Linked DNA regions of Hordeum vulgare: region 2 is linked to region 1. A link is a contact called in public Hi-C data. All regions are on one chromosome and are shown on one strand. Each heading gives the region's core, a stretch centred on a gene start, on an enhancer-like site or on the middle of the called end of the contact. The rest is flanking DNA. Distances are from core to core; before and after follow the strand shown. Region 1 has its middle 18 kb from the start of LOC123395880. Region 2 has its middle 180 kb from the start of LOC123395880.

Region 1 (6,618 bases), core at 1,371-3,870:
CGTTCAACCTTGCGAATTTCTATATCCCAGTGATAGAAGGGGACAAGATGCTTCTTTGTGTTGCTCCTACTAAGGATAACATGGTGGGTTTCTTCATATTGCTTGAGTTTACTTTGTCTACATCATGTCATTGTTCTCCATGCATTACTATGTTTTACTTAATACTCTAGATGCATGCTGGATAGCGGTCGATGAGTGGAGTAATAGTAATATGTGCAGACAGGAGTCGGGCTATTTGTTTGTGGATGTGATGCCTATATATACGTGATCCCTTGAATATTGCATAACTATCCGTTTTTCTACCGGTTACTCAACAGTAATTTTTCTACCCATCGTATGTTGTTTTCATGAGACATGCCATTAGGGAGATTAATGGCCCCAGGTCTATTCACCATATATTTACAAAACCATCAATACCATGCCGCAATTTACTTGTTTTCATTTTATTTTGCAATTTACAATTATCTACACATCTCAATTGCTTGCAAATAACGAGACCAAGGGGAATAATGACAACCCTCTTGCCCGCGTTGGGTTCAAGTTGTTTGTTATTTTGTGTGGAGCCGCTGAAGACGGGTGGTTGATATTCCTATTGGTTCGATAAACTTTGGTTTCATAACTGAGGGAAAAACTTATCCACATTTTGCTGCGATAACACGTTCCTCTTCACGGAAAACCTAATGCGGATCACAAGTATCAGTGATGCTCATGGTGAAAGTGAAGGAAGAGCATTACTTCTATGAAAACGAGCTATGCATTGAGTTTGACAAACTTTTTCAGTTATACAATCAAGACTCACTCGACAAATCTATCGTTAGTTGCTATTATCTCTAAGTGATTTCTTTCTGTAATTTAAGTCTCTAGCTCACCTCATTCATTGCTTATAATTAGCCTCACTATATTCTTTTATATGCTATTTTGCACAATGAAGATTCTCGAATGCAAAAGATAGAGAATCTATGACATTGGGTTCGTTGACCCATATATCATTAATGAAAAAATGATACAAGACCACCCCAAAGACTTAGACGATAACTTGCTAAGGTTTTTAAAGGCACAAAATACCAGAACAGAAATACTATTTTCTTTCAAACTTCAAGTGAGTGTTACTGTCTTGTACTACAAATTCTATTTTGCTTACTTGATGTTAAGTGTAGTTGATGAGTTATGCATGCCTGCTTATATCAATGTATGCAGGTACCACTAGATCCTGATAATAATTAAAGTTGACGCTGGAACTGTTGACACCATGGACATACTAGGTAAAGACCCTCGAGAATACACCAGCGTGGTTTGGATGCTCGACAGGTAATTTCAATCATTATCGGGCTATATCGGCCTCTTTCATTCATTTCCTTATATCAAGGAATTAGTAACTTCTTTATTAATTTTGTTTGCGGAGCAGGGCTTGGAAACGGTTCATCAATGATGTTGGTGGTGAATGGAAACCGGAGCTATGTTGGCGACTTTCCAAGGTAATTAAGTAGTACTAGCTAGGTTCGCGGATCTCTTTAATTATAGTTTCAATACCATTATCATGCTTTATTATTATCTGATTAAATTTTATTCTCGCAAAATGCATGAGGCAGAAACAGGGGAGTAATTTATGTGCATACTAGGTCTGCGAGAGCATTCATAGGGCGACCGAATGGTGCAGAGATGTGAGACAACTTCGTAAACATTATTCACATTTTTTTATGATGATCAAATATATACACACACAACTAATATATCTATATTGATCTCATTCTTTAAAGATGGAAGACATGCGGAAGAAGCTCTTGCCAGAGAACCGCCTACGAGCAATTCAAGAGGAAATTGCGGAATTTTTGCGTACGGAAGTCATATCTGCAGAGGAGAATACCATTACCGCTAATGCCTGCATGTAATGATCTCCAAATTGTAGAAGAAATTGCATATACCAAATTGTGTGTGTGTGTCCATATATATATATATATATATATATATATATATATATATATATATATATATATATATATATATATATCGTACAAAAAAATTATTATATATGCATCAACGTGTACATTACATAGTAGCAGTAGCGTAAAATATGTTTGAAATGAAAAAAAATTAGATGAAAAACACAAAATGAAAATAAACTCTAAACCATAAAACCCAACATAAAAAAACATAAAATCCTTAATACCGGTTGGTGTCATCAATCGGGAGTAAAGGTCCTTCAACCCCAGCACACGCTTGCGGCCACGTGAAGGGACATTAGTCCCGGGTTGTAACCAATAGAAGACTAAAGAATGAGTGTTTTTAGTTCTCATCCTTTAATCCCGGTTAATGACCCGACACTAAAGGTCGTTATCAATCGTGACTAAAATTCTGTTTTCTACTACTAACGAACACCACACCTATCAATCGGTCATATATAACCAAGAATTTTGCATACGCATATATACCGAAACAAAACAAAAGCAAAACGACATGCTGTAGCGACGGTGTTATGACGGCACTGTTGGTGGCTAGCAGCTCAACATTTTGACAATTCGCATGTTAAAGTTGGTAGACGACGAACAGTGTTGCCTTTATGTGTATGTAGGACATACTTGCGTCATCAGGCACTATACATAGCTAGCTAGTCTGGTCACCATAATTGTTGGCACTTAGCTGATGATCAGGTGAACTGCACTTGTCGATGAAGCCATGCATGGGCCACGTACACATCTGAATGCACGTGTCGGGGCCTCCACGAGCCGCTATTTGCCAGGTTTCCAAGCAAAAATTTTATTAGAGATGTGATGGATGAGACAAAAGCAAAACTAGCACGTAAGGCACCACACACGCACAAATATCATTATTTGCACCAATATCACCTTCTAGATTCAAAGACTAGTCAGATGTAATTAAATTAGTTAGTTAATTGTCCTTAAAATGGACAGCAAATTCAGCCCAAAATAATCCCAAAGTAACCCATAAACGATGTTTTCTTTTCCTTTGCGGGTAACGCATATGCCTGAGCATCCAGAATTTGTAGCTGATAAGTGGGAACGTGTGCTTTCACACAGAGAATATAGGTATTTTCAACAACTAATGCGTGGCGACATATGATTGGTGCTCACACCAGGCACTGCCACGTGTCCCAGTGAGGTCACCAAGTGCTCTTGCCACTCCCATACAAATTTGCTGTTCATTTGACTGAGAAAGTGGTATTTTTTGAGTGCCTTTTTACACCTGCGAAACAAATGTTGGGTGCACGTTGGTTGACATACGTAGGATATGTCAAACGTGCTCCGACCATTGTTTCTTATCAAAATGTCAACTGCTCTCTTTTAACCCAGCAGAAGAGCGGTTTATTCTTAATTTATAAGTGGAGTATGAACCGTACAAAAAATAAACCGAGCAAAAGAAAGATCTTTATTGCTTTCGATTATATATATATATATATATATATATATATATATATATATATATATATATATATATATATATATATATATATATATATGCCAATATCCCTAGTGGTTAGTGTGTGTACGAGACTTCGTTTTTTTCTGTATACTTTGACAGTGGTCTGAGTATATTAGCTAAGAGCATCAAGGACTTAGCAAATATGACCTTGTATACATTTTTGGACGCGTCAGGTAAGTGACCGAGCGTGTTTGTTCTCAACCCTTATTTTTTCGAACGGTCTAGGATGAGAAAAGAAGGACTTAGCAAAGAAAGGAATGAAGGAAGGAAGAGAAAAGGTGGTCCGGGATGGTCACATGTCCTACGTAGCGGATTGATCGGGCATGTCCGAACGCGTCCGCGAGCCCTCGTATCATCCTCAGCATATTTGAGATGGATATGAGTGGTGTCGGACAGTCCGGACGTTTGAGACGGCTATAAGGGGTTCGGTTGGGTCGCGTATTTGTGACCGATCACGTTTCGAACGGTCTGTTCGGACGTTTGAGATGGATATAAAAGTTCCGGTTATAGTGTTCTAATTAGGTATACCAGCTTAAGGAGAACTCTAAGTTAATTAAACAATAAATAACTGATACACGGTGGTAAACATTTGCCTCATCAATTGATTAAGCAGAAGAGATTGTTTTGTTAATTAATGAAAAACCAGATGAACACCGGTAATTTGAATATTTTCAAGTTTATGAACTGCCTAGTGAAAGGTATATGGAAACGTAAAACTACTGGGCATACGGTTAGGGAAACCAATTTTTTCAACAACATGTATGAGATTTGTGTGCCTATGTAATATGGCAGAGAGAAAAACATGGAATTACAAGATTTGGTCTAGTAGGCGCTCAGAGGCAGCCCCTGGACCAATACCCCACCAAGGAAAGAAACTAGGCGATCACTCACTTTAGACTATCGTTACCCACCTTCACCCGTTCATGGCACATATTATATATTGTTTCAAACACAACCGGAGGTAGGCAAGATTCATCTTGGAACACCCTCAGGTTCCTCTCAAGCCATATGCACCTCAATGTACATAGGATGACCGAGTTGACCCCTTTTCGCAGCTTTAGGTGCATGATATGTCTGAAACGGTGTATCTATAATTTATAATTGTTTCATGTAATTATATATTTTTATATATTTTTTAAAAAAATATATATTGTTTTTATGCAATAACGTATTAGTTAGATGGCAGTGCCAGTTTCTGTTGCTCGTTTGTTTTTGGCTTTGAAGGAAATCAATATCTACGGAAGTAATAATACGTTGTCAATTTAACACGATCGGTTTTCGACAATAACAAACACTAGAAACTTTAGGAGAGATTGAGGCGAGCCACAACAGACCCACACGGATAGGTGGCGTGGCCATGGGGGTGGTCGCGCCCCTTGCTTGTTAGAGGCCCACAATCAGCTTCTTCACCTATTTCCATCGCCATAATTCCTTATAAATGTTGAAACCATCCATCGTACCTTCATAATTTTTTATCGCCACCGCAAGCCTTGTTTATCTGATCTAAATGGAGCCCTATGCAGGAGCCTTGCAGTGGGGGGAACGCCCTTGTTAGATGCCTCTTCGTCAACCTTGCTATCTTCATGATTATGTATGAGTAGTTTTTTAGAACTTACGAACCCATAGTAGTACCTATATAGTACTCCTTGTTGGAAATATGCCCTAGAGGCAACAATAAAATGGTTATTATCATATTTCCTTGTTCATGATAATTGTCTATTGTTCATGCTATAATTGTATTAACAGGAAACAGTAATACATGTATGAATAAATATATCACAATGTGTCCCTAGCAAGCCTCTAGTTGGCTAGCTCGTTAGTCGATAGATGATCATGGTTTTCTGGTCATGGGCATTAGATGTCATTGATAACGGGATCACATCATTGGGAGAATGATGTGATGGACAAGACTCAATCCTAAGCGTGGCACTAGATCGTATTGTTCGTATGCTAAAGCTTTTCTAATGTCAAGTGTCTTTTCCTTCGATCGTGAGATTGTGCAACTCCCGGATACCGTAGGAGTGCTTTGGGTGTATCAAACGTCACAACGTAACTGGGTGACTATAAAGGTGCACTACGGGTACCTCCGAAAGTATCTGTTGGGTTGGCACGAATCAAGATCAGGATTTGTCACTCCGTGTGACGGAGAGGTATCTCTGGGCCCACTCGGTAGAACATCATCATGAGCTCAATGTGACTAAGGAGTTAGTCACACGATGACGTGCTACGGAACGAGTAAAGAGACTTACCGGTAACGAGATTGAACAAGGTATAGGTATACCGACGATCGAATCTCGGGCAAGTTCTATACCGACAGACAAAAGGAATTGTATACGGGATTGATTGAATCCTTGACATCGTGGTTCATCCGATGAGATCATCATGGAGCAAGTGGGAGCCACCATGGGTATCCAGACCCCGCTGATGGTTATTGGCCAGAGAGGTGTCTCGGTGATGTCTACCTGTCTCCCGAACCCGTAGGGTCTACACACTTAAGGTTCGATGACGCTAGGGTTATAGGGAATTGTTCTATGAGGTTATAGAAAGTTGTTCGGGGTCCTGGATGAGATCCCAGACGTCACGAGGTGCTCCGGAATGGTCCGGAGGTAAAGATTGATATATAGGACGGATGGTTTCGGACACCGGAAGTGTTTCGGGCGTCACTGGTAACGTACCGGGACCACCGGAGGTGGCCCCGGGGGTCCACCGAAAGGGGGCAACGACCCCGGGAGGCTAGACGGGCCAAGTGGGGAAGGGAACCAGCCCCTAGGTGGGCTGGTGCGCCCCCCATTCAGCCCATGACGCATGAAGAGGGGAGAGGGGGAACCCTAGCGCAGCTGGGCCTAAGGCCCACCAGACGGGTGCGCCACCCCTCCTCCCTGTCCTGGCCGCCGCACCTATATATAGTGGGCACTTTTGGGCTTTTGGAGATAGACCTTTCCCTCTCCCTCGGCACAGCCCTGCCCTTCTTTCTCCTCCTCTCTGCCGGTGCTTGGCGAAGCCTTACCGGGAGACCTCGTCTCTCCATCGACACCACGCCGTCGTGCTGCTGGAGTTCTTCCCCAACCTCTCCCTCCTCCTTGCTGGATCAAGGTGCGGGAGACGTCACCGGGCTGCACGTGTGTTGAACGCGGAGGTGCCGTAGTTCGGCACTAGATCGGAATCACACCGCGATTGGAA
Region 2 (6,618 bases), core at 2,538-5,037, 170 kb before region 1:
CAGACTTGCTATTGCTTGCCTTCGACTTGGATGAATTTGTACTGCCAAACTCTTCATTTAGTTCTGGAAAATAACGAAATAAACATGTAATAAGCATAGGAAGTTACAAACACAGAAATGGTATAGAAAACAATCACAATATGTTACCCTTTTCCAAGATTAACAATTCCTCCGCATCTTCAATGTCGACAGTAATAGGCCTCCTTAGCCAATCTTGTGTAGAAACAAGAGCCTAAACCATGAATGGCGTAAGGGAGGTTCTAAGCTCATTTAGGATGCGTCCACTTCTGCTAACTCCAGTTTTGATCATTTTCTTTCGTGTGTAACCTACACCACCATCATTCGCGCTAGCATTATCAACATTTATTGTCATAACTTTATTTATTCTCCACTCCATCAAGAATTGCTCTAAGGCTTTTCCAATATCATCTCCTTTATGACCTTTTACTAGGAAAAAACTAATGATCTTGTAAAAATTCCATTTATGATCAATATAAATGTGTTGTGATAGTCATATAATAATCTTGTGTTTGAGAAGTCCAACCATGAGTAGTGAGACACACTCTTTGACATGGTTGTTTGAAAAATGGTTTTAGCTTTGCTCTCTCTTCAAAATAAAGATTCACAAAATCCACAATGCATGTTCTTCTAGAAGGCATATTGAAACTTGGACATGCAATTGACATCACTTCTCTAAAACCAGCTTTTTAAGTAAATAAAAGTATACTTACCAACCGAATTTGGTTCGGTTAGTAGCCCAGCTAACCGAATTTTTCTGTACAAACTAAAAAACCGAAAGTTCGGCCTTTTCGGTTTCGGTTTCCATTTAGTTTTTAGTTGGACAGTTTTATGCCGAGGCCTATTCACATGACCAAACATCGTGTCAAGGGAAGTGTGGCTCATGCATGGCTGGTAAAAAGAAAATAGTAATAATTAAAGCAATTGACAAAACGACAACTTCTTGTTACTACTCGACAATAATAATATTAGAGTGGTGAACAAGAGTACCATAGGTCAAAAAGCAGAAGAGATTAGCTACTTAGTTTGCAAAAAACCCGAACAAAAACAGTTGCACCATGCCTAGAAAGAAGGGCGCCACGACCGACCTAACCCCCACAAGACCCCCACCCACCATTGAAGAGAGGACACCATTGATGTTGCCTGCAATGCCATCGTCATCACTCATGGCGTCTCCTTGAGTAAGGTACTTGAATTTTGGCATGGATGATCCGTCATGAACAAGGCACGAGGACCCTATTGGCCAGACGAAACAATCGATCACAAAAGTAGCTCTTCTGGTTCCGACAGGCTCCAAACTGCCCATGGTCCGACATATTTGCCGCCGTGTCGCCTTGCAACACCGCAGCTCTGACTTCACCCATATAAACTAGGCGTTTTTGCTGAGATGACACATTAAGCTGAGTATCATAATATTATAGTATATCATACTAAATGATGTACTAGTACATATCATGTATGCTAATAAATGATATCTTTATGATGATACTATGCAATGTGTATGATACTTTACACAGTGACCAGCCATACAATAAAATATGGAGTTAATTACAAAAGAGACTACATGTATGCATGTTCAATCTTAGTGTTGGCTCAGACAGTACTCATCAGCCATTTATACTAGAATGAAGTTACGGAGTCCTGTCACACTTTGCCCTCTCTAGCTGAAATGATACTCCAACTTACATATAGCATGTATGTCAAAGTCATTATGTAGGTATTCGGTAGAACGGATGATACTTGGTGTGCAAGGTTCAACACAGGCAAGTCAAAACTGACCAAGCACTATGAGACTACGCACCTGCTCAAGTTGGCCTTGTTATCCAGGGGGAATATAATGTGGACAATTTTAGATTGTCATGCAAGCTATCATGCCTAGGAATATTGGCTTGTGGTACGGCCGTGGACCGTGCTGGTTCAATTCTACTTGGCTTGGTCGGAACTACTCACCACAAAAGAACGCACTGAAGTTGCATTTGACCGTAGAAAATGTAGCTAAAAAAATGAGCAACATGCATGCGTGAACTGTGGATCCTACGCATGCACATACGCACGTCGATTGACGTGGGCCGGCGGCCGGCAGCCGGAGAAGTACGTACCTTCGTCGGCGGCCGACCGCGCGCCGTTCCCGGACCAGCCGCGCGTACGTATAGGCTTACTAATCACGTGCGCCGACGCCGAGCCATGCATCCGACATGCATCATGCCAAGGGCCGGCCGAGGTTAGTGATCTACGTGGACGTACGAGTACATGCACCATGCATGCATGCCCCTCCACGGTTCAAGGGTACGTACGTACGTCGTATACCCGCGCGTTTGCGGCCGGTGGCTGGTCGGGCGTCGCCGTCCGTCGTGCGGGCCCCAACTAACCGACCGTGTCTGTAATCAAGCACATGCATTGACCGACGGGTCTCCAAATATTCACCGGTGACTAAACCACGCAACATATGCATGCATGCGCTTTTGAGTGAGTGAGTGAGTGACGCATACGCTTACGACGGAGACCACGTACCGACGGGCCAACGCCTTTTCAACCAGGAGAAACACGCCTTTCCAACCATCTGCCTCTTTCTCTCTCTCTCTCTCTCACCCGTTTTAGACGGTGAAAAGTATAAACTCCACCAGTAGAGGCGTAGGAGCAATGGCTGCAGGTACCCCTCGATCCAGTCGCTGACTGTGCATGGTTGATTTGATCATCTCCATGGATGATTACCGGTTGAAACGTGTCGAACAAATCAATCATATCCTGCACTAATACGTAACCGATACTTTTTAAACATGGTACGCACAAACTAGAAGAATTGGACGCGCTTTGCTGCGCCGTTGGTGCTATTGAATTTTCATAAGAAAATTACTCTCCCTATTTGAAAATATTAGGTGCATTTGTTTTTTTTGAAAAGGCAAACCTCTAAGTTTCACCAAATTTGTAAAAAAATGTCAAATCAATGTCATTGGCTTCATCACGAAATGGATTTAGTGCAAGTTAAAGAAATTCCTCTTTTGAAAAACAAATATGATTTATATTTTTGAACCGATTGGGTATTTGGTTTGGCGAGTTCGGAAGATGAGGGAGTGTTTTTTACATTTATTTATAATGCGGTGTTATGGGGCTTTGCACGGTGTGATTCTGGGTTATCAGCTAAACAATCCATACCTATGTGGTGAAATTTTCTACATCAATGGCTTCATGTTTCCACTTCTTTTTTCTATGTGGTGCGGTGGTGCGTGAGATTGATATGTTTCTATAAGTTGGTCGATGTTATTTGTTAAAAATAATCATTGACACCGTCAAAATATGAACCAAATAAATTAAATACCTTAATCAAATAGGAGAGCTCAAAATTAAGGAGAATAGTGAATTAAAAGAATGGAATGAGAGAGTTCATTAAGAAATTATTGACCCGATAAAATTAGTAAATCTATATTATAAAATATATTTATATACATTCATATGTAGTTTATAGTAAAAAAATAAAAAAGTATTTAAAAACGAAGGGAGTACGATGTACAAGTAAAAACTCTTTCGTTGATGGAGGTATATAGAAATTGCATGCACGCATGCATCACCATAAGAAATATCTAGGGAGGAACGACATGCATCATCATATGGCTTGGACCCGCACCTCATGGGCTGGCTTCGGTCGATCTGGTAGAACTGTTCAGCGTACGTGTGGGCCGGTGGATGCAGACTAGCTTGCAGTGTATATCCACCAAAATCATTTTCTTAATCGGACCTGAGGGTATTAGGAAAGGAAAAATCTTGCAACTTGCAATGGTAGCTAGTGACTCCATGTATTAATTTCTTGCAAGTTGTGAGGTTTATCTACTGTGTATAGTACCACAGATATGCAAGTGTACGCATGTGTGCATGTTCTTGTCCTTCTCCTTCTTCGGTTGGTGATGAGTCAACTTTGATTTTGTCCAGTATCACTGTATTAGCTCATCCATGTGTGCATACATACTACACCCTCTGTAAATTAATATAAGAGTGTTTAATTAGATTACTAAAGTAGTATTCTAAATGCTTTTATAGTAGTTTACAGAGGGAGTATTATATATTTCCGTTTGAAAATACTTGTCATAAGAATGGATTTATCTAGATATTTTTAGTTCTAGATATATTTATTTTTATCTATTTATGCAACAAGTAATTTCCGGCCGGAGAGAGTACCTGTCTTTCCATGCATTATGTATATCCTACTTGGCAATTGAAAAACGACGGCATCAACATATATCTGGTATTTCTCCAATCAGCCAATGGGTTTTAGCTATATAATTAGTACCAGTGGCGTTCCTCTGACATGCTCTTCATGGTCTCACATGTAAACATCAGAGGCAACAGTTTCCATAATGATGGTACCGGTCAGTGCATGATACTGCAATTAAAGAAGCGGCAGGCTGCAGGTGAGATCGGACCGGTAGCCGGTAGGTACTCTCTACTCTGTGTGGCAGTTGGTAGTTTTTTCCGGTACCAGAGACCAAAGGTTGGTACTCCATCTGATGAAGGGAGAAAGATTCCAAAAACCTTGATTTCGGTAGGCCCAATATGCCCAATTTGCGATGTACGTACGCGTGAGAGAGATTGAACTATATGCAGGGACCAGACCAGACTGAGGTAGCTCCGTGGGCCACTTGCCACATGCATGATCTGCTGCAAATGATGCACACTTAAACTGTTATTAATAAATGAATATAAACAAGCAAATATCAGGATAGCAAGGTTAGCGTTTGGAATGTACGATCAATAATTCAGGTGTGCATTTTACACAGAGGAATCTTCTGGAGGGCAATCATGATGCCCATGATATGATTATAAAAGTGATCATATGATTAGAAGATCATTAGCGCGCGGCGATTTGCCGCTCAAATGATGGCGGCAGGAGGGTCGTACGTGTGTAATAGACCAGCTGAGTAGTCAGGCAGTCGATGTCGATCGATAATTAATGGGGACTTGTAGTCATGCACGTACATGTGCGTGAGATGTGCAGGTTGCCACGATCTTCCATCTTCATCCATGCATGAGATGGACATGGAGGTCGATGGTCGAGGTCGACCGGCCGACGCTGAGGTGGTTGCAGATAGCGTCCATGTGACTCCATGTGCGCGCGCGGGCGCCGGCGTACGTCTGATCGGCCGGACGGACAGACGGCGGACGGTCCGTCGTTCGTTGGCGCGCGGGACCGGCCGGCAGGCCGGCCGTCCGCCGCAGGGTCCCCGCCCAAGCTCGATCACAACAAAATGCATGCATGCATGCGTGGTTTGCTCGACACACGCATGGATGTGTCCCTGTCATTGGCCTCTCGGCCAAGATAGTCGTACCAGTACATTTGTTGCTTTTCGAAGAGAGTTTGATAGCAGAACAAAGCAAGAATGTTAAACACAATTGAACTAACACGTGAAGTAATTTCATAGGATCGTCACAAAGATAATAATCGTAGCAGTATGGCTATGATCTCTAAATATCCCAACCTCTAGACTTGGGCTTGTTGTTCAAAACAAGTGCGGGATTTTTTTTTGGAAAAGGAGGTTAAACCCCCGGCCTCTGCATCAACTATATTTATTAATTATTTCATAATGATTTAACAAAAATATACATCAATCCATGTGAAACCACCACTCAAACCTATAAACCCGATAACGTGGAATGCTTTCACTTTTCATATTTAAAATCGGTGTCGTCACCAATCCATCCGCATAACGTATCGGGACCAACAACTGATGCAGCAGACCTAAAACGCACACCATTGCACATGTTTTAGAAGCCATCATCATTGGACCATTGACTCATCTTCAGGAGAGAGATCCGCATCATCCTTGCTAGTCCGGACATTCGTCGACACCACCACGGCGCCAATGCCATGCGCTCATTCGTCCAGAGGCGGAACTCTAGAAGAAATGTCATGCGTAACACCTGCCAACCAGGCATGACTCGGCGTATCATCTGTCGGCCAGGCATGACTTGACGGCTCCGCAAAAGCTTCGTGCAAGACGAAACCGTTCAACCTCCTCCATCTGTGATCGAGCGCTTCTCCATAAAAGATGCTCCCAATAGAGAAACGACACCGCAGTACCGCCAACGTCCGATCTGAAAGGCCAGATCTTAGGGTTTCCCCCGAAGCAGTGCCCACCACCAGCAACCGTCAAGGATTCACACAGTGCCCACCATCACTCAGCCCTCAAGGTGACTCCTTCAGGAAGGTCATGACGTCAAAGACTTTGCTACCGCCCACCGAAGTTCAGGTTTTCACCCGAGAGGCAGGTAGGGGGGAAGTGGAGGAGCAGAGGAAGACCAACATCTCCAAGAAGAAAATCGCCCTTGAGCATCGTCGTATGTGCGGCCGGCCGGGACCGACCAAGGGGTTTCCCCCAATCTGGATCTCCTCCACCGGCTTCACCCGCGGCCATTGGCCCGGGTCCCGACAGGACACGCCGGCACCGCGAGGAACCCGCAGGAGGGAAGCACACCGATCAGGGCCGGAGGACAACGGTCAGATCAGGCGCCGCCGGCCGCCAGAGCAGCCATGCCAGGCCCTGGTCCATCGACGATCCGTCGGTCGTCTGACCAGACTACTCGCACCACGCTAGCCCCGTCGCTCAGCGC

Evidence for each region. Hi-C and Micro-C count contacts between places; a contact is called where the count stands out from the background.
Region 2: a contact with region 1 is called in a Hi-C map of leaf, with 3 times the contacts expected there. The contact joins two enhancer-like sites. A contact is called at or near these places in 4 of 6 Hi-C or Micro-C datasets (leaf and seedling).

What each region holds. Positions count from the first base shown.
Region 1 is chr5H:15,800,608-15,807,225 of MorexV3_pseudomolecules_assembly, reverse strand. No RefSeq gene overlaps it. Among protein-coding and RNA genes, the nearest start is that of LOC123395880, 18 kb to the right of the region's middle. Within about 2 kb of position 2,620, at least 2 of the 3 cell types and tissues checked have open chromatin away from gene starts, as enhancers often do. A contact at or near this core is called in leaf, where this site is marked.
Region 2 is chr5H:15,967,385-15,974,002 of MorexV3_pseudomolecules_assembly, reverse strand. No RefSeq gene overlaps it. Among protein-coding and RNA genes, the nearest start is that of LOC123395880, 180 kb to the right of the region's middle. Within about 2 kb of position 3,787, at least 3 of the 3 cell types and tissues checked have open chromatin away from gene starts, as enhancers often do. A contact at or near this core is called in leaf, where this site is marked.